2 separate regions of the Rattus norvegicus genome follow, and region 1 is linked to region 2. The links are chromatin contacts, called in public Hi-C maps. All regions are on one chromosome and are shown on one strand. Each heading gives the region's core, a stretch centred on a gene start, on an enhancer-like site or on the middle of the called end of the contact. The rest is flanking DNA. Distances are from core to core; before and after follow the strand shown. Region 1 has its middle 480 kb from the start of Meis1. Region 2 overlaps LOC120096677 (a long non-coding RNA gene).

Evidence for each region. A called contact is a pair of places that touch in the nucleus more often than the background predicts.
Region 1: a Hi-C map of the A7r5 cell line shows a contact between it and region 2, with 6 times the contacts expected there. The contact joins two enhancer-like sites. A contact is called at or near these places in 2 of 12 Hi-C or Micro-C datasets (the A7r5 cell line and the Rat2 cell line).

The regions. Positions count from the first base shown.
Region 1 is chr14:97,006,942-97,014,519 of GRCr8, forward strand. No RefSeq gene overlaps it. Among named protein-coding and RNA genes, the nearest start is that of Meis1, 480 kb to the right of the region's middle. Within about 2 kb of position 1,315, at least 2 of the 93 cell types and tissues checked have an H3K27ac peak or open chromatin away from gene starts, as enhancers often do. A contact at or near this core is called in the A7r5 cell line, where this site is marked.
Region 2 is chr14:96,557,984-96,565,903 of GRCr8, forward strand. LOC120096677 (a long non-coding RNA gene) reads left to right here. Exons shown (of 4, transcript XR_005493436.2): 4 at 1-129. Among named protein-coding and RNA genes, the nearest start is that of Etaa1, 46 kb to the left of the region's middle. Within about 2 kb of position 2,953, at least 13 of the 93 cell types and tissues checked have an H3K27ac peak or open chromatin away from gene starts, as enhancers often do. A contact at or near this core is called in the A7r5 cell line, where this site is marked.

The sequences.
Region 1 (7,578 bases), core at 65-2,564, 450 kb after region 2:
ATGATCCATGTCTATTGGAGGCAAGTCAATGAGCATAGGCAATAAGCCTGCACTGCTCACGGATGTCCTGGGATATCCTCCCTGTGGATATCTACTTATCTTGTATAAGTGAAAGCATATTTTACATGAAATTATGATCACAAAAGGAACTTGTTGGCTTTACTTAAAAAAATACAGTGGAGGCTGCATTGCCATTTGTCTTGGAGTAAGACAGGCACTGCAGAAGTGGCACTCTCACCCTTGACAAGGGGGTCATTGAGATCCCGATGCTGCTGTTCCAGGTACTGAAGTATTTCAAAAGGGAATTCCAAGAAAGATACAGGTACACTGGAGGCGGGGATGGGAAGAAAATCATGGGTCGGAACACATAGCTATGCTTGATTGTAATCTGAGGGTCTCCGGGATCACTGCAGAATTTCAAAGCTAGAAGCCTGAAGAAAGATTAGCAATTAATTAGTGGCCAAGTTCGAAAAAGTCACTGTGATCTCCAATAGTCTAAGTATGCAAGAAAGAAACAAAGCATTTCCATTAGCTGCTGACAAGCATCCCCATGCAGTCTGGAAGCGGCGTTTGGTTGATGGCTGGTGATTCATGTTATGAAAAGAACTAGACATTTAAAAAAAAAAAAAGACACAACTTGGTAACTAATTTTTGTCTCTCCCTGTCAGGGTAACCGTTTGAATGTTAATTTAATTTTACAGAATATCATTTATGTAAATGTAATTAGAAAGGAAACATGATCTGGAGAGGTGCAGCACCAAAGAAAATTTATTACTCCGAGGGGTATTGCTCTAATCACTCAACTGCAATATCGAGTTTCCCCAGATTTAATCTAAAAGCAATAAATTACAAAAGGCTAATGCCCTGCCCAACAACAAGCTGTCATGAACCCACGTTTCAGGGAAGGAAACCAGAAGGAGGAAGAGGGTGGGAAAACCTGACTTCATTTTCGCAACAGGCTATCAGCGGCTTCTTATTTCCTGATATGGATCATGATACAGACTGCATTGCTAGGGAAGAAAAAAATCAATAGTGTCACTCTATCATTCCAAGAAGGGGGGGTGGTTAAAATGTGACTGCCATCGTTCTATTGCTCCTCCTTCCGGAAACGTGATAGGTGGATCTGCTTTTGCTAAAACAACAACAAATGCTGGAAACTCAGAGTTCCTCAGTCATCAAGAACAAAGAGAGGCGAACCCAACCGACAGCCCTGGTTCTTTGCCTCATGAAACTTAAGAAAAGGGAAAGGCACAGTTTGATGGATGTCAGTGCCCGTGTTGCACTGCAACATGTGCATCCTGGGAAGCCAGTTCTCCCAGGGAACCTTGCCAACACCAAAGAGCTGAGTCTGTAAAAAGGAAACCTTCCATCTTCTTCATGCTTAGTCAAAGGTTATGACAGCAAGAACTCGGTTGAGGGTTAGCTCCATGTTGTGCAAGCCACATACCTGAACTCAAACACTATTGGGGCCATTGGTCTTTTTTAAGGTACTCAACAACTGTCACATTTGGAGAAAGAAATAAAACCATCAATCTGACTGCCCAAAGGAAACCTTTAATGAAGTGTTTAAAAATTCCACTGCCTGGGCTCTACCACAGAGCAATTAAATTAGGAGTCAATATGGTTAGAATTCAGGCTTGGGCATGTTTTAAAAGCAACCTTTGTGATTTTAATGTGCAGACCACAATGAAAATGACAGCCCTTGATAAAGTTGGCTGGCATGCAATGGAAAACTGGAAGGGGTAGGTGTTCTGTAGGTTACTCGGTCACAGACACATCCCATTGGATGGAGACTTCTGCGATGCAACAAAAGACAACGGTGAAGTCTCACAAGTTGGAAAGAGCAGTCTACAGCACCTGGCTAGGAGGGGAGCAGCCTTGGCAAGCAGAGCCCTAGGATTTCAGTGTGACTTTGAAACTTAACGTTCTTCTATGTGTCTCTTCTCCTTGCCTAACTAGGAGCCCAACAGTATAGCCTACCTCACCTCCTTCGAGTTGGGAGTAGAACATTATAGTTAGGAAAAGTGCCAAGTCCTGAAATAAACTTTTTATTTCTTTCATTAGCCATAACTACCTAAGTTTTATTTGCTTCTATATTTTTATCATGAAATTTTATAGACTGGTTGTGTCATTTCGCTTAGGAAAGGTTATATGATTTAAGGCAAATGAGCAATGTCAGAGTGCAAAGATAGAACATGGGTTATCACAATATGAGGACTTCCAGTTTACATGTGCAGTTAAAGTACACCAAAGAGGTTTCCTTTAAAGTTTTCTCCTCCATACCCCTCTCTCTCTCTCTGTGTGTCTCTATTTCTCTGTTTTGTTTCTCTGTCTCTTTGTCTCTCTCTGTCTGTCTCTGTCTCTCTCTGTCTCTCTCTCTCTGTCTGTGTGTGTGTGTGTGTGTGTGCACTTAGCAGTAGAAAAAAATCTAAAAGTATTTTGAACTTGTATTTTATGGAGAATGTTTCTTAGAATGTGGTTGAGTAAAATATTGACTTATTTAGAATCATCTAAATAAAGCATAAGAGTTCTCCAATAGGTATCCGTTAATAACATGTGTATGTGCTTTTAGAAAAACCACCCGGAAGTCAAACAACTAAGTATCCAGCATGTTTGTTATGTCTCCCTATTGCCACGACTTTCCACCACACACATAAACATATAGCTTACTCTGAATTCCAGCTTTATCTTCTTAAACTACCAAAACTGGTCAGGGAAAATAATTTAGTATGATCCTTTAAAGGCCAAATAATTTTCAGTGACATTCTGAAACATTTGAACAATACAAAAGCAATATTCTTGGTGATGTATCTCTTCAATATTTCTACAGACTCATATGCTGAAAGTTTGCACCCTTGTGTGGTACTCCTGGGAGAGAATGGAAACTTTATGAGGCAGGGCACTGTAGGCGTCCTTCAGTTATTGGGGCATGCTCTTGAAGGTGATGTTAGGATCCTGACTCCTCCCTCTTCCTCTTCACGTCTTGGCCATGAGATGAATGACTTTGCACCTGTTGCACCAATATGCACTTTTATGATGGAGCCATGAGCAATGGGTCAAACAATTATAGACTGAAAGCTAATCTCTGAGCCTGAATAAGCTCTTTCTCTTCATAAGTTCAGTAGCTTAGACATGTCTTGGGTGATCAGAGAGCTGACTAACAGATGCTTACCAAGTCTAGTTTTCATTTCAACAAGAAATCAACCCCAAACTACGTTTCACACAAGACAGTCTAGGAGCTTTTAGGGCATAGGAAATGACACAAAAGACAGAGAGAAAAAAGGATAAAACTCATTTCTGATGCCATATCTTGAAACTGTGTTTCCTCTACAGTCATTACTCCGTACCTGCATTTGTAAAACCAACAAAAACAATGAACTGAAACCTCAAATCCAATGGGTGAGACATTGTTTGCCTGCTCCATTGAAACTGTACCTCTTTGGTTCTCTTCCTTTTCAAACCTCATACCATGGAATTTCACTTCTTGCTGAAGGTTTTTTTTTTCTTCAAAAGCAAATACCTCAAGATTTAAAGTAAGCAGTTCATTGTCAGAATCTGTCCTTTGTTATGTTAACAGATGTAAGCAGCTGTTCTTTTTCCTACTGTAGATATTTTGCAGCCGACTTACCTCAGGGGTTAAATAGACCATATAGACACAAGGTATAGAACAGCCCACATTCTTTTTGTGTGTGTGTTAAAGTGTACTAAATTATTTACCTAAGACCAGCATAAACAAAACATGCAACACAGTGTTGTCCTAGCAGTTCTATGGCAGAATAACAGACTGTGTTTTTAGCAGTGCCTGAGCTTGCTATGACTCCATGAAAAATTCTATAGTTTCTACACTGTTGCCTCAGATGTCACAGCTAACATCAACATCAACATCAACATCAACATCAACCAACAATGCCCAACAGTGTTATCAATCGATGGAAGACTAGCAAATTCACTGGCAAATAGTTTAGAGACAAACCAGTCTTTACCAGATCTTTATACAAGCGTTGATCAAATGTTCCCTACTCTTAAATAAACTCCAAGGTCATTATAGAGCTGAAATAAAATGCAGTGTTGAGCAATTTTTGCGTAAGTAAACAATGTAAAACAATCCACTCTGTGAAATACAGGCCAGACTTCGATGCCACCCTCCAGTTTTCAGGCAAATGCATTTACTCACATCGCCTCTGCTTTGGTCTGAGGTTGAAGAACATTGAGATGCAGTCTTTGCTAACACGGAAATTCCCAATGTCAGTTCAGGAAGAAGAGTTAATGAGAGAGTGGTCAGATGATGAAATAGGAAACCAAAAGAGAAAACCCACAGGAATGAGCTGGAATCATGCTGAGATGACAAAGCAGTGGTAGAAAATGCCAAAGAAATGTCAGAAGGAAAGACCAAAGCATAAATAGATTGGTGGCCTTAAATCCCCTTTGTAACACTGAAGTGAAAGGATGGATACGGTCACACACGTTCTTATAAATACACAGAGAGGTTGGTGTGTTTTCTAAGTGTACACAGCTAGTAAACAGTAAGCTTGGGATTTAAAACCAACTACATCCATCTGACTCAAAATTAGAAAGCAACTGGCAAGCCTGACTGGAGGGACAAAGCAGATAGCTGATTGTCCCCTTAGATGAAGGAGACTGGGCAATGGCATAGATGGGAGTGTGGGATTAAGTGCAATCAAAATAGATTATATAGCTATATAAGATTATAGAAAAAATATTTTAAAATAGACCAGGAAATAAAAAATAAAAGTGAAAAGCCCAGCATGTGGGGGTCATGGAGGGAAGTGTTCTGTGAAAATTAGCATCAAATACAAGAATCTGGGGTGAAAGAGGAAAGAAATAAAGGGCAAAAGAGAAAGGTAGGCAGACCAGAGGGAACTGCTTTTCTCAATGCCACTTACACCATAGCTCTCAAGACTGGGGAGGATTACGTCCTCTACAGAGTACATGGGACCCCTTTGCACTCCAAAGCAAAAGCTTTTAATGCTTTTTCATTTCAACCATTCCTGGGTAGGAGCCAGCATTTGACCAAAATTGACACAGCCCATTTAAGTTACTATTTAGCTCATGCCTCTCTGTTTGTGCAGTATATTTGCTAAGGTCAATAGGTTAGAAAGGAGACAAATGCCAGGATGTGTTAGGATCTGGTCTGGCCTTCTTGTTTAACATACCCACCACCATGCAGTACTGCATACAGGAGCTCTTAACAAAACTCAGTGACAAGTTCAAGGTGGTCTTGGCTACTTGAACCATCTCAAGATCTATGCTTTATTTAGGACCAGGCACAACAATTTTAAAGATACAAGAATAGGTTTCTCTGATAATTTGTATTGGCTTTTACATGAAGACTTGATGGTGGGATTCGGTGGGGCTTCTGAACCACAGAATGTATAGTTGAACTTTTGTTTGTTTGTTTGCCTTTCTTCTATCAAGGAGACATATTTCAAGATCATATTAGATCCATCCCCAAATTTCAAAATCCAAGGAGAAAAAAATGTGAACATGTGTTTCACTTCAGAGTTACTGCGGGCAGTATTTTCAGTTTAGCTCCACTGGCACGTTTGTGTAAATCTACCAGTTTCTGAATGCTCTGTTGCTTATCTCGAGCATGCTGAACCAGGTTCAAGAAGCTAAGACCTAATAAAAGTAAAATGCCTCTGAAGCTCAAGTGTAATTGTCAGAGTCTGAGGCAGCTTTGCTAAAATGTGAATACAGTCAAAAGCTGCCCAGGAGATCGAAAACCAGTGGGCAGTCATGGAAACATGGGCCAAGCTACCGAATTCATCATCCTGGGGGTTCCAATACCATCATAATTTATTATAATTTTTTAATCCCCACAAAGCTTATAATTATAAGCCAGACACTAATGAGAACCCAAAATATAATTCCTTAAGAATCTAATTTTTAACTGATATCTGTAATTATTGTCTAGTTGTAAATCACAAGTCAATCATAAAATACACTTGGTGCTTGAGTTTAATCTTCTGGAATCATTAAAAGACTAGAGGAAAAAAGCATAAAGGCATCCAGGTAAACTCAAAGTGCTAGTTTTATTAACATCTGAATTTAGGACAAATATTATATATTTTTGGAATAAACTGTAGGAATTCTCTTCATGAATAGTTTTTGGACCACAGCCTCAGCTAGAAGTGTATGGGAGATGGATAGCTATTCTTTCCTTCGCTCTAAGAGGCAGCTCTCTGTCAGGATTGCAACAATTCTAAATGTTGACGAGCATGTTCACTCTAACAGGAGCTTTTTGCCTGGCTCATTATGTAAATTATATTCATGTAATGCATCACTTGGGTATTCAGGTGCAAGCCCATGGTGTCTAATACAAGTCCTTCCTGTCAGGAGCGACAGCAATGTACATTTTCAGTAAAGATAACTGATCAGGGGGAAGAAAAAAAATAACTGCTATTTTCAGTCAGAACCATGGAAAGTGCCCTTAGTCCAGAAAAGATATGATGCCAGTCTAGGGCTGTAAAATACCTCTCTGACCTTATTATCCAGGCTCCTGCGTTAAATATAGTGGCTATAATAGAATCTGTATGCCCTAGTTTCTGACAGGTTGAATGTTGCTTAGTGAACCAGGAGTGAAAATGGTTGCCTGGATTCAAAGTAGAGATTATAGATCACTGACACTTCCTGGATACTGTGACCAGAAAATGCTGGTACAAAACAAGAGAGAGAGATAGCCCCTAAAACCAATAATTGGAGGGGTTTGTGTACATTTTATATTGCTGTGTTAAAAATTGCCTTCAAACTATTTATTTATCAGTGAGTCGGGAATCCGGACAGCTCACCTGGGTCTTCTGTTTCAGGGTCTCTTGAGCCATAAACTCTGTCACCTGTTTATAAGTAGGATCCAGTTAATCCTGGGTTTTGGAATGAATTAACCAGGTTTCTTATGGGAAATTTGTCACAAGATGCCATCTTATTAATAAGGCCAACTTCTTCACTCACACCAGCAAGGAAGGAGAGGGTGTACTCAGAAGACAGACATAGAAGCTGGTCCTCAGAAGTGATACCCCATTGCCTTTTCTTTAGGATTAAGTCACCACACTGAGAAGACTGTGGCTATTGAGAGGCAGAAGTGTTTTGAAACATTTTAGAATATTCCCTATCAAGGAAACTGTCATAGTACTCCAGGAACCCAAATCTCTCAGCCTTACCATGACATACTTATCAAATTACCTAGTGAAACCCACAGGTCAACAGATGAAACAGTGTTGCTTTGGGTCTCTCTCTCTCTTTCTTTGTTCATGACTAGCAGGATATTTAATGGCCTTAGTCAAAGAAAGCATGTTGGCACAGGAGGAACTACCCTTCAACTCCAAATGAAACCAGAAAACAGTTCTTTCCAGAAAGGATATTTTGTTTTGAGTTTGTTGCTGTTGTTGTTGCTGCTGCTGTTTTATTTGAAACAGGGTTTTCCCTGTAGCCCACTGTAACTCACACTGTAAACCAGACTGGCCTCGAACTCACAGAGATCTGCCTGCCTCTGCATACCAAGTGCTGGGATAGAAGACATGCGCCACTATTGTCAGGCTGAAAACATTTTAATGTCGGGTG
Region 2 (7,920 bases), core at 1,703-4,202:
CTAGGGAAAGACCAAGAAACTGTCTCAGAATAAAAGAGACTAAGGACAAATGAAAACCAAATGCGATGCATATTCCATGACTTCTTTTAAACCATAAAAGCATTATTAAAACACTTGGTGAAATCTGAATCAACTCTTTAAGTTAGACGAGAACATTATGTTACGCCAACGTTAATTTTCAGAGTTTGATTTGAATACAGATCCTTCAAACCAACTCATGACCTAAACTTTTCTAGTTAATTTTAATACACGATAGAAATGCAAATTTCTGCCGCAGGTTCCTTCATCTTCTACTATATTTGATGTGTCTGTTTTAATATTTATTTTTAATCATGCTTATGTGTGCATGTCCATGTATGTACGGGTGCCTGTGTGTCCTGTGTCTTCTATGTATGCACTCCTGAGGGCAGTGCCCGAGGAGATCACAGGCATCAGGTCATTGGAAGCTGCAGCCACAGGTGTCTGGGAACTAAAGCTGGGCCTTCTGCATGGCAGTGTGTGCTCTTAACCCTAGCATCATCCCTGCAGTCTTTAGATAAAGACCATGAAGGTATTTCGGTGGTGAAGTTGAAATATAATAAATATTACTTTGTAGGTCAAAACCCTTAGTCACATCAGTGGAACTTTACATGTTCTACCTGCACGGACACTCCTGACCACTTCCCTGTTCTTCTGTCTTGAAAAGCATCATATATTTCAAAGTCCCTTTTGAAATAGAGTCTGGTGTACTGTAGTGTTTATTAAGGTACGGGTGCTGTCCCATTAGCCGGCAGTGGATATTACAATACTTAATTTACAATTTATAATACTCAAATAGTATTTATTTGAAACCAGGCTTCAGCTGACTAATTCAAATACCTCTTAAACTTAGACAAGATCCCTCATTTAATCTGTATTTGTTCATTTTATGAATCACAAGCATTCTGGTGCCCATGGAGGCCAGAAGGGGACATTGTATTTCTTGGAACTAGAGTTATTGAACGGTGCTGGTAATCGGACCCAGGTCCTCTGGAAGAGCAGCAAGTGTTCTTTACCATTAGGCCATCATTTCCCCTCTTAGCCTACTGCTTGTAGGTGCTGGTAAAAGCACAGAGGTCAGCCTATTTGCTGATTTGTTCCTATTTGAGTTCGTAAGACGAGGAATTTGGTTGAATATTTTTTCTTCTTTTTTTTGAATTTAAAAGAAAAATGGTTCAAGTAAATCACTTATTTAATAGCCTAAACTACAGCAACAAACTGTCTAAAGCTAGGAACATTTTGGATTTTTTTCAATTTTGACGATGAAGTTGTGAAGATCCGTTGAAGTAATCTAGTCAGTAGAAAGTGTTTGGAATCTTGCATTGCATTTTCCTTACTTTCTCCCAGGTTCCTCAGCGTAGACTCGGAGTTTTTCCTCAAGAGAAGGTTTATCCATTTTAACTCACCTCTTTACCGCCTGTTTTCTGTCTGATTTGTTTTTTCCTAGTGCAGTCAGTCACTCAGCTCTTAATGTACAGCAGGCCTTGGTCTCTCTGATTCTCTGTGGCATTCTTCCCATTACTTCTTCCCGCATCACTGTAAACCAAGATTGCTCATTTTATTGAAGAATTGTCTACTTTTAGCAACAGAGAAGTGCTTATCATTGTTCTGTAAAAGCAGTAGTGGGAAGAATAATTCTAAACAAAATGTTCCAGAAAAAGCAAATAGTATAAAACAGCTTTCTATTTTCTGCCAGACCATGTGTTCAAAAAAAAAAAAAATCTTGTTCTTCCCTGAATTATATTTTAAAGGGGTTAAGCAATCATTCAGATAATCGGACTTCATTGCTTTGAAATTTTATCAAAGTGTCCTCAATCCTTGAGCTGATATCCAGGTCCATTTTGCCAATCGGATAAAGCCTCTTAGATCCTTTTCCTAGAGGCACGAGCGGTTAACTTGATCTTATTGTGCTGCGAAAGAGTCTGTGCTACGCCTCATTTTTCATAAGTGCGATTTGTTTTGTTAGGAAGACTCCAGAGAGACTCCTTGTTAGAAACGATTTTGGCTGCCAAGGGCACATTGGTACTAGAACCTTCTTTGCTTTAGGCTGAATGAAGGTTTTAGAAATGTTCCAAGTTTAACCATAGAGGAAACAGACAGACAAACCGGATGCAGGGGGAATTAGCATATGGAGGAATAAAGACTTTATTTCTCAGGAGGAGATTTGGAATGGCTTTAAAAACAGGAGGGAAGGGAAGCTAGGCTTGGCAGTGCATACCTTTAATCCCAGCATTCAAGGGTAGAGGCAGAGGCAGGGGGATCTCTGAGTGTTCTCATCTACGTAACAAATTCCAGGTCAGCCAGAGCTGGGAAGTGAAGTCTTTACATAAAACAAATGGGGGGTGTGTGGAAAAATATAAGAGGAAACTATCAACAAAGACCAGCCCTAAGAAAAGCCCTTATTTGGAAGAACTGCTTTCATTCACCTTAAAATTCTTATTCTTCCCCTCCCCCTTTCCTTATTCCCCCTTCTCTCCCTCTCTCCCCTTCCTTAGAAGGCAAAGGGTTTGAAGACGACTGTGTGCTTTTATTTTACCTTTACCAGTCATCCCAAGTGCCCACTTACATCCAGACCAACACACACAGCCTTTGCCAGGAAAGAGCACTAGGTGGTGCCCATTGACTTTGCAGTGGAAAGGGGATTCCCCAGGGGAGCCACTCTGGGGAAGCTCCTCAGGCCCCAGCCTCCTCCTCAGTCCGTCGGGATAAAGTCCTCCTCTAAGAGGTGGCCAGGAGAATGGTGCCCTGTTTTCTTTTCTCACTTCCTTAAGGCAGGCCGGACTGGACTTCTCCTTTTTCGGATGCAGCTTTAGTCTGAAATTTCAGAGAGTGTGTGTTTGCAAATGTGGGGGTGGGAGGGAGAGAGGCCTCCAACACCCCCTTTTGGAATGAAAGCTAAGAGGAATAAAGGCTGTGCCCTGCCATCTGTGTGTATAAACGTCACAGCCCAAATCTCTTGCCAAGACTGCCCTCCTGCCAGATCATCTGGGCATCGCACTGCACATGCTCGCTTTATTTTTCTGCTTTGCCTATAATAAAGCTGTAAAAAGAAAATAGCAGAACAGAATAGAGGTGACTCTTAAATTTCACTTTGCCTCTTCACAACAATAATTCCCTGTCAAATTAAATCCAGTTAATTTGAAGATTTCGCATGCTGGCGTTGATTCCCAAACCTACTCCTTGAAGGGGTAGCTTTCTACTGCTGGGCTTATTCCTTAAAAAAAATCGTATTAGGCATGCTGCACAGCTCGGTGCTTTGTGTTCAAGGAGAGCAGGTAATGGCCCAGAGGATGTGTTTGCTTTTTCTCTCTGTTTCACCCACTCAAGGGGTGTCAGGTCTGTTTTAAAATGTAAAACCACTGGAAGTTTTGGGTTTTTTGTTCGTTTGTCTTTTTGTTTTGTAAAGATCTGTAGCAACTGGCATAATCATGCTAATTGTCACAAAAATGGAAAGAACAGACAATTCATGTTTTTAGTAGAAATATGTAAAATATTCATTTTTCTCTGACTCCTGTCACAAGTTGTGCTGAGTGGAGCCAAGCCCTCCCTCTGTGTGATTTTGTTTTGTCTTAAAGAAGGCAAAACAAATGGTTGTCTGGACATCCAGCCAGACTCATCTAACAAAACCTGAGTTCTGCAACAGTGAGGGGAGAATGAGACATAGTTTCAAGAAGTTAAACTAAGGGCAGAGCTTTATGAAGCCAGGAGAACCGCTTCTGAGCTCTTGCTGCTGGGTCATATGTCCTGGTATGTGGCAGCTGACTGCTCATTAATTCTATTTATATCAGTGTGAGAATCCACCCCACTGAGTATGCATGTGTTAAAATATTCATAAATTATGTTTATTTGGAACAAATATTCATTAAATGCCAAAATAAGACCATTATTTAACCACAAAACTAGTCGACTACCAAATAAGCGTGGTTTTTTCACTGCCAATATGGGCAGTCTGCTTTCTGACCTGACTTCCCTGTCCCACCCAGTATTTCCCTGAGAAGGTTCACCTTTTGTTTTTCCAGTTCTGCAAAGAAAATAATTTCACCGAAAGGAGTACATTTGGGAGACAAAGGATGTTCTGCTACTGCAGAGCCATGATAAACGTGACTAGAGCAAATGAGAAGTACACTTTAGCGCTCTAAAATCCAAGAACATATTCACGAATTCGTGGAGACTTGGACCGAATTGATGGTGTTTCATGAAAATGTACATCAAGTGAAACAGACCAGACGATCCCTTGATAAAGCTAGTTGAAAGTAGAAATTTTAATACTATAATATATATTTTTCTCAAAATAAAGAATGGTTTAAAAAAAATCTGTGTCACTGCCAGCTGAATTCTAGAATCAGAACTCACGACTGCAGCCTACGTTTTCAAAGTTAGTGCTCTGTAGTGAGATACCCCGGAACAACGTCCTTTTGAAAGATGCTGTGAGGCTGACATTGGTACAGGTGGCTTTTCCTCTCTGCAAGCCTCCTGAACGGATACCTTGCACAGTTGAAAACCTTGAATTCCTTGTCCAAATTCCAAAGCTGTGCTCGATAAAAATACATCACCTAACTTACCCACCTCTACATTAGCACCAGGAAATCATCTGGAACTATTCGTCATTAGAAGCACGTTCAGATTTAACTGAAAGCATGACCCTCTTAATAGGAGAGCCTACTTGTTCATGAGCCATTTCCACCTACTTGTTCATCTGCAATCTTCTCTGAAAGTATTATAAACGCAAACACTCTCATCGAAAGTACCGTCTTCCTAGATTGAAACACAGTTGATACCTAAGGCAAAGTGGGACGGTCTGGATTAACGTCATCATCTCTGCATGCCCACTTTGAAGGAAAGCACACGAAGGGACACCAGAACAAAAATGAAATATTTTTTTTTTCATGGCGGCAATACTTGCTGTGGGGTGAAGTTGTCACCTAGAACTGCACATGAATTGTGTGCATGTTTACTTTAGTCAACAGCTAGGGGTTCACAGTGTTTTATTTTCCACTTATCTTGGGAACAGAATTCTGTTCGCTCACACACCCTTGAAAGAAGTGTGCATTTGGGGGGAATCTTTCTAAGGCAATGAATCAAAATGTGGAGCAATCTATGCCTACCAAAATACTGTCTTTATAACATTTGTAACACCGAACACTGGAAGGTTTTTAATTATTTTGCTAATTTTAGTTAACAGGAGGATGGTCGGAAAAGGAGAAGAATGGGCGTGGCTCGGTGGGGAAAGTCCAGATCTCCAGCACCCACATGAAACATCTGTATGGTGGTGTGTGCCTGCAGTCCTAGTGCTTAAGGACCGAGAAAGAGAAAATCCAGAAGACCCTGCCTCCCAAAACTCAGTAGAAAAGATACTGAGGAAGACTTCCCATGGCAACCTCATGGTGTCCATATATACCACAGGGCACCATATATACTATATATGCACACATGCCTATTACACACTCAAGGATGCACACACAGGCACAATTAAAAAGATAACATTCATTTGAAGGAAAATTATGCTATCGATAAAAATGATATGTATAAATCAAAAAATGTGGGAAACAAGTAGTAAAATATCAAGTGGGGGAAAATCATAAGGTTAACTTGTAACATGATTACAGTAAGTAAAAATAGTTAAAAAAAAAAAACTTAAAGAGCATGCGCAGGTTTGCTTGCCATTGTATTAAGGACCAAAACTGATATTCTGCTTGTTTTCAGGCTTTTATTAGCATACTAAGGTACTTAAAATGCATTCAAAAATGATTACATCATTAAGAAAATCACAAGTTAACTTACATTTTCCCTCAAACAACACAGTTATTCAGACTTTTGAGATAAGTTAGATAATCCCCAAATTCCCTCTTCCAAAAAATGTTAACTCTGAAGACATTATCTGAGTTTCAAATCCAAAACAAATACATTTTATTAAAAAAAAAAAAAAAGACTTAGGCAGACACATTTCTGTGCATTGTATTAAACTCAAACCCAAAGCGTTTTCACCTAGCTATGCTCAAACTCCCCGAGCAGCCTTTTTTGCAGAGGAAACAAAGGGCGCATATCAAAACCACCACAAACTCCTTTCATTACGCTGGGAAGTTTGAGACACACTTTCATGTGAATTTTGGCCTCCGTACAGCACCACAGTGCATTGTTTTCATCTGAGACTTGAACATATTGGGGAAACTAGAGCCTCCCTTTCTTTTATCCTGTCATCTTCTAACCCTCCCCCACCACCGGCAGTGATGGGCAGGCATATGGCGGGCACCCTCCACGGATTCTCGAACAACAGGAGGGACCTGATTTCAATTCCTACATCCTGTCATCAGTGGCTCCTGGGATAGTTTGTTCTTGCAAGGCTAAGGATGTGATTCGAATTTGCCATACGGACAGAGCTTAGCGGGGTGCCTTCTTTACCACTGGAGCCCTCCTCCATCGGTTAATTAAACATGATGCGAACCACCACGTACATTAGCAAAGTAAGATTAACACAGTGAAGTCAGAGCAAATGAGGAATCCCCCACATTGGAAGATCACACTTCCCGAAACTCAATACTTTTAAGTAGCCTTCGTCTGTTTTAATCCCGCGGACTGCTTTGTGCAACTTGAAACCCCGAGCTGTCATCTTTAGCCAAAAATACAGCGAGCATAACTTCCTTAGCTTTTACCCTATTGTTGAAATCAGCATTCATTCCCAACGCCGCCGAGCAGAGATCAAACCTTTCAGCGTACTACAGGGCAGCCTCTGACCGCCCGCGACACCGGAAACACATTTAATAAATATTTCATTTTGTTTTAACATGAAGACTTCCCCGTCTCCCCTTTTTTTTTTCCTTTCCCGGGGAGCTCAAGGCTACCCCCAAGCTGTGCACTCCATCACCTCGGTCAGTTAGGTTTATAGCCTTAATAAAAGGATTTTCCCCTCCTCGTGCTAGGGAGCCTTGTTAAAGCAGGGCAATTACAGAGACACAAGATAGGTGCTCGGCAGAGATCAAAGCTCACCTAAAGAAAGCTCTGTAGGAATTCAGAGTTCTCTTTGAAAAGTGCTCAGTTTACAAAGTATAGGAGGCATTAAACCCCAGGAATTACAAAGAAAAAAAAAAGCCCAGTTTTGAACAATGTTAAAGAAGGACAGTAGTTAATATGTGGTCTCCTTTAGCCACTCTGTGAGTATTATTCCTAATATCTCCTCACAGCATACCAATAACAGCTCCAGAGGAACCATTATGCTCCAAAGACATACGCACATGATGGATCCTTAATATTGAATGCATTACCTCCTCAGTAGGTACATTTTAATCTCCATATCCTAGCTCAGGGGAAGGGTAAGAAAATAGCCTGTACATTTCTGCAGGAAAAAAACCCAAACCAATGCCATCAACCCCGAATGTGGAGGTTGGTGCCATACAGTGGGGTCCCCAGCTTTATTTCCCACACTGTAGGAGTGTGGGTGTTCTGCCCTGAGCTGGGCCGTGTCTCACCTGCCCCTACACCAAGGAAATGTAACTATTACTGGGAGTCGGAGCACCCAAGCTTAAGCCATACAACGTTTCTTCTACCTCAGGAGACTGCATCATTCTTCCCTACCACACCCACTCATACACGCAGCGCACACACACATACATGAATGAGCACATGTACTGTGATAGGTGTCAGTTGTGCTTCAGAATAACACTGATGACCCTCGGTGTTGTTCACGGTTCACCCCTCTGTATGGTTATAGGAACTTTCAGTGGGAGTTCTTTTCCCTAGTGTTTTCCTTTTCTCTCCTCCTCCTCCTATCACTGTCATCATGACCATCACCATTGTTCCTTCTTGTTGTGTAGCCCAGGCTGTCCTTGAACTTGTAATTCTTCTGTCTCAGCTACTTGAGTGTTAGGTCTAAGCCACTACACCTGGCTAAGGTTCCTTTTTTGATTC